Linked DNA regions of Mus musculus: all the other regions are linked to region 1. Evidence: chromatin contacts called from public HiChIP or PLAC-seq and promoter capture Hi-C data. All regions are on one chromosome and are shown on one strand. Each heading gives the region's core, a stretch centred on a gene start, on an enhancer-like site or on the middle of the called end of the contact. The rest is flanking DNA. Distances are from core to core; before and after follow the strand shown.

Region 1 (3,567 bases), core at 211-2,710:
GGTGGTTGTGAGCCACCATGTGGTTGCTGGGATTTGAACTCTGGACCTTCTGAAGAGCAGTCGGGTGCTCTTACCCACTGAGCCATCTCACCAGCCCTTATTTTTTTTTTTTTTGTTTTTTTGTTTTTTTACAGATCCAACAAACCACATATCATCCATGGCTTACACTTAAGAATGCCATCTTATAGTAAAGACCAGCTGAGTTTATTTCTTTATGATTCAATGTCTATTTCCTAAGAATTGGGCTATGTGTAACCTGCAACCTTAACTACAAATGGCTCTGCACTGCTTCTTCCAGAAAATGGCAGTCATGCCTTTCTTTCAAAAGCTATCTTGCTATGACCATCTTGTTATATTCTGCTCAGTAACTCCCATTCAGAAACCCCCTACCACTGGGTATAAAAACCTTGTCTTCCATATGTCCAATGCTGACCTCTTGGATCCCAACCTTAGGAGGAAGGAGCCCATGAAAACAAATAAAAACAGCTTGCTTTATTTTATGCAGGTCAGTGGTCTCTTCCGCAAGCCTTTGGTGTTAACACTTCTCATTGCACATGGAGTATTCATCACTTTCTTTCTGAGACTGAGACAGGGTAAAAACAGATCTGTGTGAAATGGTAAGTGGCACAGAGACCAGATTTGAAGTTGTTAGCAGTAACTGTTCGGGGATAGGTGAGGGTGGGAACTGTATCCTGTCCAGTGCATAAGATAGAGGTTTTGGAGTAGGATTTAATTAGATGCGTAAATATTTATCAACTAAGTCTACAAGACAACTTGAATATGGGTAATCAGGAAAAAAGGTGTGTGTAGGATGGGGGCTCTCCTGTGAAGTTAGCATCAGGTCTCTCTCTTCCTCAGCCACTTTCACTTTCTCTATTAAGGCAGGGCGCCTGTCCTCATGTTTCAGGTGTATCTGCTGAGTCATTACCGCAGCTCCCATGAGAAGATACTTTTCGAATGTCTTCCTTCTCTGCCTGTACAGTGTGCTGTACACTACGGACGTGGACTTGGTGTCATAGCTTGGTGTTACCTGTGGCTTCTTTCTGTGCTGTGCGTCGGCAGTTAAGACCCTGCCTTCTGCCTCTGGTGTGAACCTTTGCATATATTATGCCCTCAACCTCAATCTAAGCACAGTGGACACTGGTGGTGAAGGTGATGGGGAGCACAAACTGCAGTATCTGCCAGCTGTTTAGGATGACCTGTGCCACAGGGCCACTTTCTAAGGCTAGTGGGTGGGGAGAGCAGGGAGTCAGGCAGGGTCTCTTCTGCGAGCTCACTGCTGACTGACTCAAAAACACCCCCCCGCCCCCCAACCCCCAGGCTTCTGTGGCTCCATCTGGGGAAATCCTAATCCTTTCCCTCTTCCTTGGCAGGGTTCCTGTCACCGGAGCGGAGCGGAGCGGGAGGCGGTGCGAGGCGGAACGCTTGGGTCAGGGGGAGGCGGGGGGGAGGGGACTCCACTAACTTTGTAGTTCAGCTTTGGGGGCCGCTGTGACATTCTGCTCTGTGCAGCGGGCAGGCCACAGCCTCTGGTCTAGAAGAGAGGGCACTGTGCAGAAGCCATCGCTCCCTACAGAGCCGCCAGCTCGTCGGGATGCAGGGAGCCACGACCCTAGATGCCGCCTCGCCAGGGCCTCTCGCCCTCCTAGGCCTTCTCTTTGCCGCCACCTTACTGCTCTCGGCCCTGTTCCTCCTTACCCGGCGCACCAGGTAAGCGCCTGGCTGGCCACGCATGCGTGGGATCGCGGCCACGCGACCTCGTGGACACCCGAGTCCGGCAGGGATGGCGGGTGCAGGAAAACCTTGCTGCAGGACACTGGCATCTGCTGCAGCCAGTGGATGTCCTAATAAAGACTTCTTTCACCCTCCACACACTCACACACGGGCTACAGTTGAGAGGCCCGAATGGAGTTGCACCACGCAGGCTGTAGCTATTCAGGTTTGCATTAAGCATCAAGTATGGCCTTTTCGTGGGCCCATGGATATGTTGCAGCTCAGAGTTCCCTCTATTTCAGGAAGAAAATTTTCTTGAATTTCATTTAGCTCAAAGAGAAATGTTTTAAGAAAATGCAGGTGCAGGATATAGGTGCTGCTCTGTGCCTCAGTTTACCTGATTTTCCTTACTAGGAAAAAATAGAAACAACAGTATTTGCTATCACAAGTTTTCGTGAGGAGCAAAGGTGATAATAGTTATGTCTTCGCCCTGTTATTTTTCTCAGGACAACAGTAACAACAGCAAAACTCAGAAGGGCTTAAGTATCCTGCTTGAAATATGGATGTAGAGAAATACAACTAAAATTGTTCACTTCAAATTTATTTTCTTTTCCCACCAGTGTCTTATTTTTTTCCTACACTGTTTTCATGTTTTTTGTAAACCAAGCAGATTGATTTGCGGAAAATAGTAATTACAATTTAAATATCTGTCAGTATTTACTTGGATCAGTGAGCGTCATAACTTCTCTGGTTTTAGGGACAATGACACAATTGTACTGCACACACATATCTGCACACTTCTGAAATGTCAACTGAAAAATACTCAAGATAATAGCATTTCCACTTTCTCACATTGAGCTTTGAGAGAACTTTCCAGAGCTTTCCTGTCCCTCTTCTGCAGTCTTCAGCACAGGAGGGGATTGGATCTTTAACTTCAGCTCATGTGATTCTACACAGGCTCCAGCTTCTCCCCATGCCAGTTAAGTTGCACTTCCAGATTTGCAGACAGGAAGGTGATTTGTTTCAGTCTCCATTTACATGCAGGGCAGGAATCGATGGACCTAACTAGTTCATTCTAGACCATTGAGGGTAATCAAGTCAGATTGTGAAACTCAGGATAATGTCTCGGGGAGGTAGAAAGGCAAGGTAGGCTTTCCACAAGAAGCTCTTTGAATAAGCCAGTTTTTTTCTGTTCACTAAATAGTATTTGCTGAAATGTTCATGCCATCAGTTGTCAATTCCTTCATACCAGAAAGACTCCAATACAGGTCTATAGGGAACTGCATCCCATAGCAGCTGATATACACTGTCATGCACTATGGAAAGATAAGAGGATGTTCTAGCTCAGAGAGGCCTATGTGACTAATGAGAGAGGCCCATGTGACTAATGGCTTCTGTTTTCTGTACCTGGACAATTTATCACTGTAGGAAAGTCCTGTCTGATGTGACATGTAAATGGGAAAATATGACTAGAACAAAATATTCTCAATGCCTTATGTATGTTATATGCCTGAATGACTGGTAATACACAGATATAAATCACAGGAAAACACACTCTACTACAACTTACTTTTCTCACTTTATAGTATGCTTTAGGTGCCACTGAAAATGAACATAGAGAATAACACACACACACACACACACACACACACACACACACACTTGGATTAGTGTGGATATTGGAGTTGTAATAGATGTGAAACCTCCCTCAGTCATAATTTATATAACTACCAATGATCTATTAAGTTCTCTTACATACTACTGATGTCGATATTACAATTCATTTTGATTACATTAGTTGGATAAAGAAAATAAAGCTTCACTATTTTTAATTTCTCCTCTGTCTTTCACTCT
Region 2 (3,187 bases), core at 45-2,544, 280 kb before region 1:
TCTCAGGTATAGCAGCACAAGCTTTGAGGTTTCCATTAGCTTCTACAGGTGAGTTTCAGCAATCAGAAGAATTTGAGGCAAATCGACATTTAATCAAGTTATTTATTATTGTAGAGAGTATGCTTATCTGTAGTTACAGTGCTTCAAGTTGCAAAAATTCCATGTTAACAGGAATTTGTTACTTGGCTTGCTGAATTATATAGAGAAATATGGCAGAGAAATTTTGAAACTTTGTTCTTACTTTAGATGGCATCCCTATCTGCCCCAATCCTTTCTGGCAAGACAACGCTCTGTTTCTGCCATTCAGGACATTTATAGATTCATTCCATCTTCTTCTTAGCTGTATATAATAAGTGAGCTATGTAGCTTTGTTTTGTCAGCTTTCTGTCATGTGACAGAAAGAACTTGTGGAAACCTTACTTTGGCTCATTGTTTCAGGGGGTCTTAGCCCAGAGAGTCTGGAATGGCCTGTGGAGCTTTTGGTAACAGCAGCCTATGAATGAGGTGAATCGTATTACCACAGATCAGTGAACAAGGAGCGTTAGACTGAACAAGGGGTGAATATCGTCTTGACAAGTTTACTTCTGTAACCTTCTTTATACCAGCAAGGCCTGATCTCTTAAAAGTTTCCAAGCACACCACCAGCTGAGAAATAAGCATTCAAATCAGGAGAGTTGGGAGTCATTTTAGACTCAAACCTGAGCACCTTTTTCTGGGTAGGCCCCAAGGGCTTTATTTACTCTTTCTTGTTAGCAAATGGCCCCCAATTAATGAATCTCTTCCCACTTTCCTCAGTCTAAGCAAAACACACACATCTTGACTCTTCACTGACTATAGCTGGCCTGTCTCTCTAACAAATGGCTTTCATAGCCTTCCCTTCAAGAAGATGAGTTTTGTGAGTGAACCCACCTACAAATCAGAAAGACCAGAAAGATATCTTTTGAAAGACCATCATATTGCAGGAAGAATCTGCATTTGAAAAAGCTGTCTTTATAGAATCTGAGCGGAATGTATCAAATAGCTGAATGATGCCATCTGGAAAGATGCATGTGCAAAAAGAGCACTAACAGCAAGCCTCGTCTATGGAGCTGCGAGTAACCAACAAGGAAACGTTGGTGTATCAACAGGCAGGGCAGACGTCCTTTGATTAAAAGACACTTACAGGAAGATAACAAATCAAGCCCTTTCAGCCATCTTGGTTCTTTCCCTGAGGTGAGTTGGGGACAGGGGTGCAGCTGCAGACCCGGAGTCATTCATATAGGGGAATTCATTTTCAGTGGCCTGTGGATGGCTTGTAGTCAAAGCAGATTTCCATGCAAGAATGATCTATGGGCCAGGCATTCCACCCCCTTTGCTCACACAAAGACTGATTGCATGGCCCACAGCTGGATCCAGATTCCTGTTTAATTAAATGCGAGCCCTCATTCTGTTGCATTACATCAAAGAGGGGGAAGGTGACTCAGAGGTGAAATGGCTAATGTAAATCTTCAACCCCTAAAGGGTTGAATGGAGAATGGATAACAAATCTAGCTTTATGCCGTGGTTGTTTGGAAGTAAAGAGTATAAATATAATTGAGACATCTGTGACTCTTCCTTTTCCCACTAAGATCAGCCTTCAGAAAGATATTTTCTGTAACAGATGTTTGGTAGAATAGACCTAAATAAGTAAGTACATACATACATACATACATACATACATACATATATACATACATCTCCCTATGAAGTAGTTCATCAAGAAAAGTCTTGTGAATGGCATCACAGGGCACATAATGGGCTCAACTGTAGTAGGTTTAGGTAAAAACAGGATTAAATAATTCTGTTTACATAGTTTAATGCTTTAGGGCCTCAGAATGTTTAGTATTATCATTGTTATTTGAAACCTAAGTATATATTAAAATTAAAACTTGAATAGATGGATGTGTGCACAAATTCACATAAAAGATTTTAAAAGTCAATTTTATTCTTTTACAGTAAAGGATACTTGTGTGCCACTTATGAAAATTTCCTGTAACATGGAAGGAGTTAAATAGAGCAGAGACTGAAGGAATGACCATCCAGAGACTGCTCTACCTGGGGATCACTTTTCATACTATGTCTTAAACATTTGTTCCCTTCCCCGTCTCCACACTTTTCATACTATGTCTTAAACATTTGTTCCCTTCCCCGTCTCCACACTGGGAGCTGATCTGGCTTGACTTATCCAGGTCTGGTGTATTCTGCCACTGACTCTGTGACTTTTATGTGCATCAGTCCTACAGTATTTGGAAGATACACTTTCCTTAGAGTCAATCATCACCTCTGGGTCTTACCATCTTTCTGCTTGCTCTGCATAAGTTCCCTGATGTATGAGGGGAAGGGTTTGACAAAATAGTTCCCAATTACTACAAGAAGGTTCTTTGTTGAGGGCTGAACAAGGCATTGATCTATGGCTACACATGTAAAAGGGTAGTAAATTTTTTTCTTTTTTTTTTGGTTTTTCGAGACAGGGTTTCTCTGTGTAGCACTGGCTATCCTGGAACTCTGTAGACCAGGCTGGCCTTGAACTCAGAAATCCACCTGCCTCTGCCTTCCAAGTGCTGGGATTAAAGGCATGCGCCACCACGCCTGGCTATGAGTAGTAATTTTATTGCTATGTTCTCTCAGTTCTTTAAAACAATAGTATTAGGTTTGTTTCCCATCCCTGCCTCCCCTATACCATAACCTTTCTAGTCTCAGGTTCTTGGCTACTTTATCAGTGCCAGAGATAGGTTCTATCTCATGAAGCATACTATAATTCCAGTAATAAGTGGTTGGTTACTCACATACATTTAAGCCACTATTGCACAATTATATCTTACTGGCAGGCCATTTTTATAGACCACGTGGCTTGTAGCTGGGAAATACTAATGATCATCTTTCTCCTCTAGTCACATGTACTTTCTATTACCATGAATACTAGTCAGTAGGAAGAAAGTAGATTGCTTTTGGTAGGATGGCAATTTTCACAATATTAGTCTTACTGGTGGATAAGCATGAGAGATTTCTCAGTCTTCTGGCATCATCTTCAATTTTTAATTTTTATATATATACAAGTCTCTTGCTTCCTTGTTTAGAGTTATTCCAAGGTATTATAATTATATTAAAGTTACTATAAATTATGCTGTTTTCTTGATGTATTTCTTAGTCTGCCATTTGTGCATAGACT
Region 3 (3,142 bases), core at 389-2,888, 450 kb before region 1:
GGGTCAGAAATTTATAGTGCAACATTGAAAGGTGTATTGATTTTACATAGAAAAGGAGAAATGTCATTATATTCAAAGACGTTGGGCAAGTAAAGTTACAAACATTGAATGGAAGGGTATTTAAAGTTCTGTCCTAGACAATACTTTTGTTTGCTTTGAGAGTTTTACATTTTGAATTATAAAGACATGTTAAGTTACTGAAAGTATAACAATGTAAAAACAGAATTCTAGGCCTTTAGGCCCAGGCTTGGGAATGTGGCCTTTGTAAAGGTATGCTAATCATAAAAGAGATAGCGACATTCCTCTACCCACCCGCTTCCTGGGTTCAAAGAGTGCTCATTCAAAGAAAGTCACCCTGGCCATTACCAGAACCTGCAATGCAAATGTGCTATTGTTAGGGGCTCTTAGAAGCTGTCTTGAGAGTTAACAATTACCAGGTATTCCTTGTGACTCTTGTAACTTTACACTTCCTTGTGACTCTTAACTGGTATCTTTGGTATCTTCCAACAAAGCCCTCCCCACTTCCTTGAGTTTCGGTTTCTTCCTTTAAATACCCCCTTACCCAGCTACTCGGCGCGCCACAGTCCTCTACCCCTGCGTGGTGTATGACCGTGGGCCCGAGAGCGCTCTTGAATAAAAATCCTCTTGCAATTTGCAACAAGACCGTTTTCTCGTTGGTGATTTTGGGGTGTCGCCTCTCCTGAGTCAGAACGTGGGGGAGTCCTCACGTTGTGGGTCTTTCATTACCATACTGCTATATGATACTGTTTCTATTTTCTTGTCTTTTCTATTATCCGTGCTCCCCCCTCCCTTCTTCCCTCCCTCCCTCCCTTTCTTCCTTCCATTCTTTCTTTACCTCTCTCTCTCTCTTTCTTTCTTTCTTTCTTTCTCTCTTTCTTTCTTTCTTTCTTTCTTTCTTTCTTTCTTTCTTTCTTTCTTTCTTTCTTTCTTTCTTTCTTTCTTTCTTTCTCTGTTGCTAGAAATTAAAGCCAGAGCCTTGTATATGCTAGGCAAAGACAGTTCCACTGAGCTATCATCCTAATTCTTTCTCTAGACCTGTTTTTAAAATGTCTGGAATTGTAGTAGAGTTTGGGGAGACATGAATGTGGGACTGCATATTTTTCTCTGTCTGGCTGGTTTAACAAGATCAGAAGTCATCTTGGTATTCTTCCATTGGTGCTTATGGAGTTCCTGTGCCTTTCCTTAGAACATCCGGGATTTGATTTTGCTTGGTGGGGTTTTGAAGTGATATAGATCTTGGTAGAGGGTGTTGCATCAAGGATGTCCTCTGAAGGTGATGCATTTCCTTATCCAGCACCTTTTCATGATGTCACTAATTTCTAGTGTTCTACTTTCAGCTTCCTAATCTCCTCCATGCTGTTTTGAGCCCTTTCTACAATCAGCCAACATCACAGAGTTTCTCCCACAGAGATGTCCTCTCATTACTTTACCCACCTGTGGAAAAGCTGCTCAGTTTATCTATTTGTACTCTTGTTATATTCTGGTTTGTATCTTCAAAAATATTTGGAATTGTTTAAAAGAGGCTTGGCCCCTTTAAAAAGCAGCTTCAGCAGGCAGGATGACAGAGGCAGTGATGAAAACCAAAGCTGTTGAGAGCTGCAGCTGTCTGGTCCTTTCGTATGCAGATTTATGGAGTTGGGAGGGGTTGGAGAATGAGCTAATGGAAGGCTCATGAGAGAGCCTGCAAACACTGAAAAAAAGGGGCCTCAGAGTCAGGCTCCTGGTGTTTTCAGGCTCACTCAAGAAATCAGTAGCAGCTAGAAATGGACAAGGTGTTTTACAATCCAAACACTGTTACCTGGTCCAATTTACTCTTCTACAAAAATGTCAAGTGATTTGCTGAAGGTCACAGACATAGCAAATAGAGCTTCAGAATACTTCTGGGGGCCAAGTGTACTGGGGAACACTTATGAAATCCAGATGTGCTATACACATCTGTTCTCTTCTAGCACAAGTCAAAATGTTAGAAATCAGGGTGAGAGTGCTAGTGGCCACGCAACGCGGGCTGGAAAGAGTGTTATGATGTTGCCTGCATAGCCTGAAAAGATTTTTCCAGAAAAAGAATTTCAACACAAGCCAGTATGAAGCAGAGTTGGAATTTATTACAAAGAAAGCTTACTATAGATTTAGGCGCAGGGCTTAATAGAAAGATAAAGAGGCACTGGTGGTGAGGATGAGGTAAGATATATCCAGGCATCTACTCCCAGGGTATAGGTTTCTCAAAAGAATCTGGCTTTTAATATGTTTGGAATAGTTACATATACATACAGTTTTACATATACATAGACACATACACATACACATACACACACACACACACACACACACACACACACACACACACACGTACACATATACATATGGTTTTAGTTGCTTTTTGAGGTTATATATCAAAGGATTTTAAGGAACTTAAAATTTTAAGGAACTTAAATGGAGTAGTTCTGGAGGTGAGTTGGATGTGTAAGACCCCAACTCAATATGTCTCCCAGACCCCCAGAAACAAAGCCAGCATGAAGCTCTTTGTTCTTTTACCTGGCAGCCTGAGAAGCAGATAACCACTGGGTGACCCACCCAGGCACCAGGGACCAGGTAAGGGACCAGGAATGTTTGCCAAAGATAGCCTGTAACCCCTCCACCAGAGATGAGCTGAAACTCAAATTATGGTATTTACTCAGCTTCCCCATTCTTTGTGGTCTTATCCTCCCCTTTCTTTGTGGTCTTTTCCTTCAAAAACTCCCAACGGCGACTGCTAGGGGTCGATCTCCTCTATCCCTGTGAGGGTTATGAGCTTGAACTCAGCATGCTGACTACTCCCGAATAAACCTCATGCAATATTGCATCAAGAATGGTTTCTCTCGAGTTATTGGGGCATCGGCTCATTCTGGGACTTGAGCGAGGGTCTCCCCGATACGGGGTTCTTTCAGATGGAATTATAGATGATGAGATAAAACGCTAAATCACAGTGATTACATGGGAAATTAAGATTTTTTTTCTGTAAGTAAAAGTATATCATCTTATTTGTGATATCATAGATTTTTACATCTGGTAAAGAAGAAAGGACATATACACTTAAGCCTTAAGCACAACTCATTTGAGATATCTTTATATAAAAGGCAAATTT

Evidence for each region. Promoter capture Hi-C pulls out the DNA fragments that hold promoters and counts their contacts. HiChIP or PLAC-seq counts read pairs in DNA pulled down with a chosen protein or histone mark.
Region 2: a contact with region 1 is called in a promoter capture Hi-C map of embryonic stem cells, with 2.1 times the contacts expected there. The contact joins the enhancer-like site here to the promoter of Cyp7b1 in region 1. A contact is called at or near these places in 5 of 39 promoter capture datasets (embryonic stem cells, hippocampal neurons, liver and 1 more), 6 of 115 datasets of contacts at active chromatin or transcription factors (all in embryonic stem cells) and 2 of 9 other capture datasets (adipose tissue and liver).
Region 3: an H3K27ac HiChIP or PLAC-seq map of embryonic stem cells shows a contact between it and region 1, with 4 times the contacts expected there. The contact joins the enhancer-like site here to the promoter of Cyp7b1 in region 1. A contact is called at or near these places in 4 of 39 promoter capture datasets (the 3T3-L1 cell line, embryonic stem cells, hippocampal neurons and 1 more), 6 of 484 Hi-C or Micro-C datasets (cerebellar granule neurons, cerebellum and embryonic stem cells), 9 of 115 datasets of contacts at active chromatin or transcription factors (all in embryonic stem cells) and 2 of 9 other capture datasets (embryonic stem cells and liver).

Annotation. Positions count from the first base shown.
Region 1 is chr3:18,241,231-18,244,797 of GRCm38.p6, reverse strand. It overlaps Cyp7b1 (cytochrome P450, family 7, subfamily b, polypeptide 1), which reads left to right and starts at 1,460. Exons shown (of 6, transcript NM_007825.4): 1 at 1,460-1,710. The coding sequence starts at 1,595.
Region 2 is chr3:18,520,943-18,524,129 of GRCm38.p6, reverse strand. It overlaps the pseudogene Gm6369. Among named protein-coding and RNA genes, the nearest start is that of 4930433B08Rik, 42 kb to the right of the region's middle. Within about 2 kb of position 1,294, at least 6 of the 459 cell types and tissues checked have an H3K27ac peak or open chromatin away from gene starts, as enhancers often do. A contact at or near this core is called in embryonic stem cells, where this site is marked.
Region 3 is chr3:18,694,122-18,697,263 of GRCm38.p6, reverse strand. No RefSeq gene overlaps it. Among named protein-coding and RNA genes, the nearest start is that of Gm30789, 53 kb to the right of the region's middle. Within about 2 kb of position 1,638, at least 62 of the 459 cell types and tissues checked have an H3K27ac peak or open chromatin away from gene starts, as enhancers often do. A contact at or near this core is called in embryonic stem cells, where this site is marked.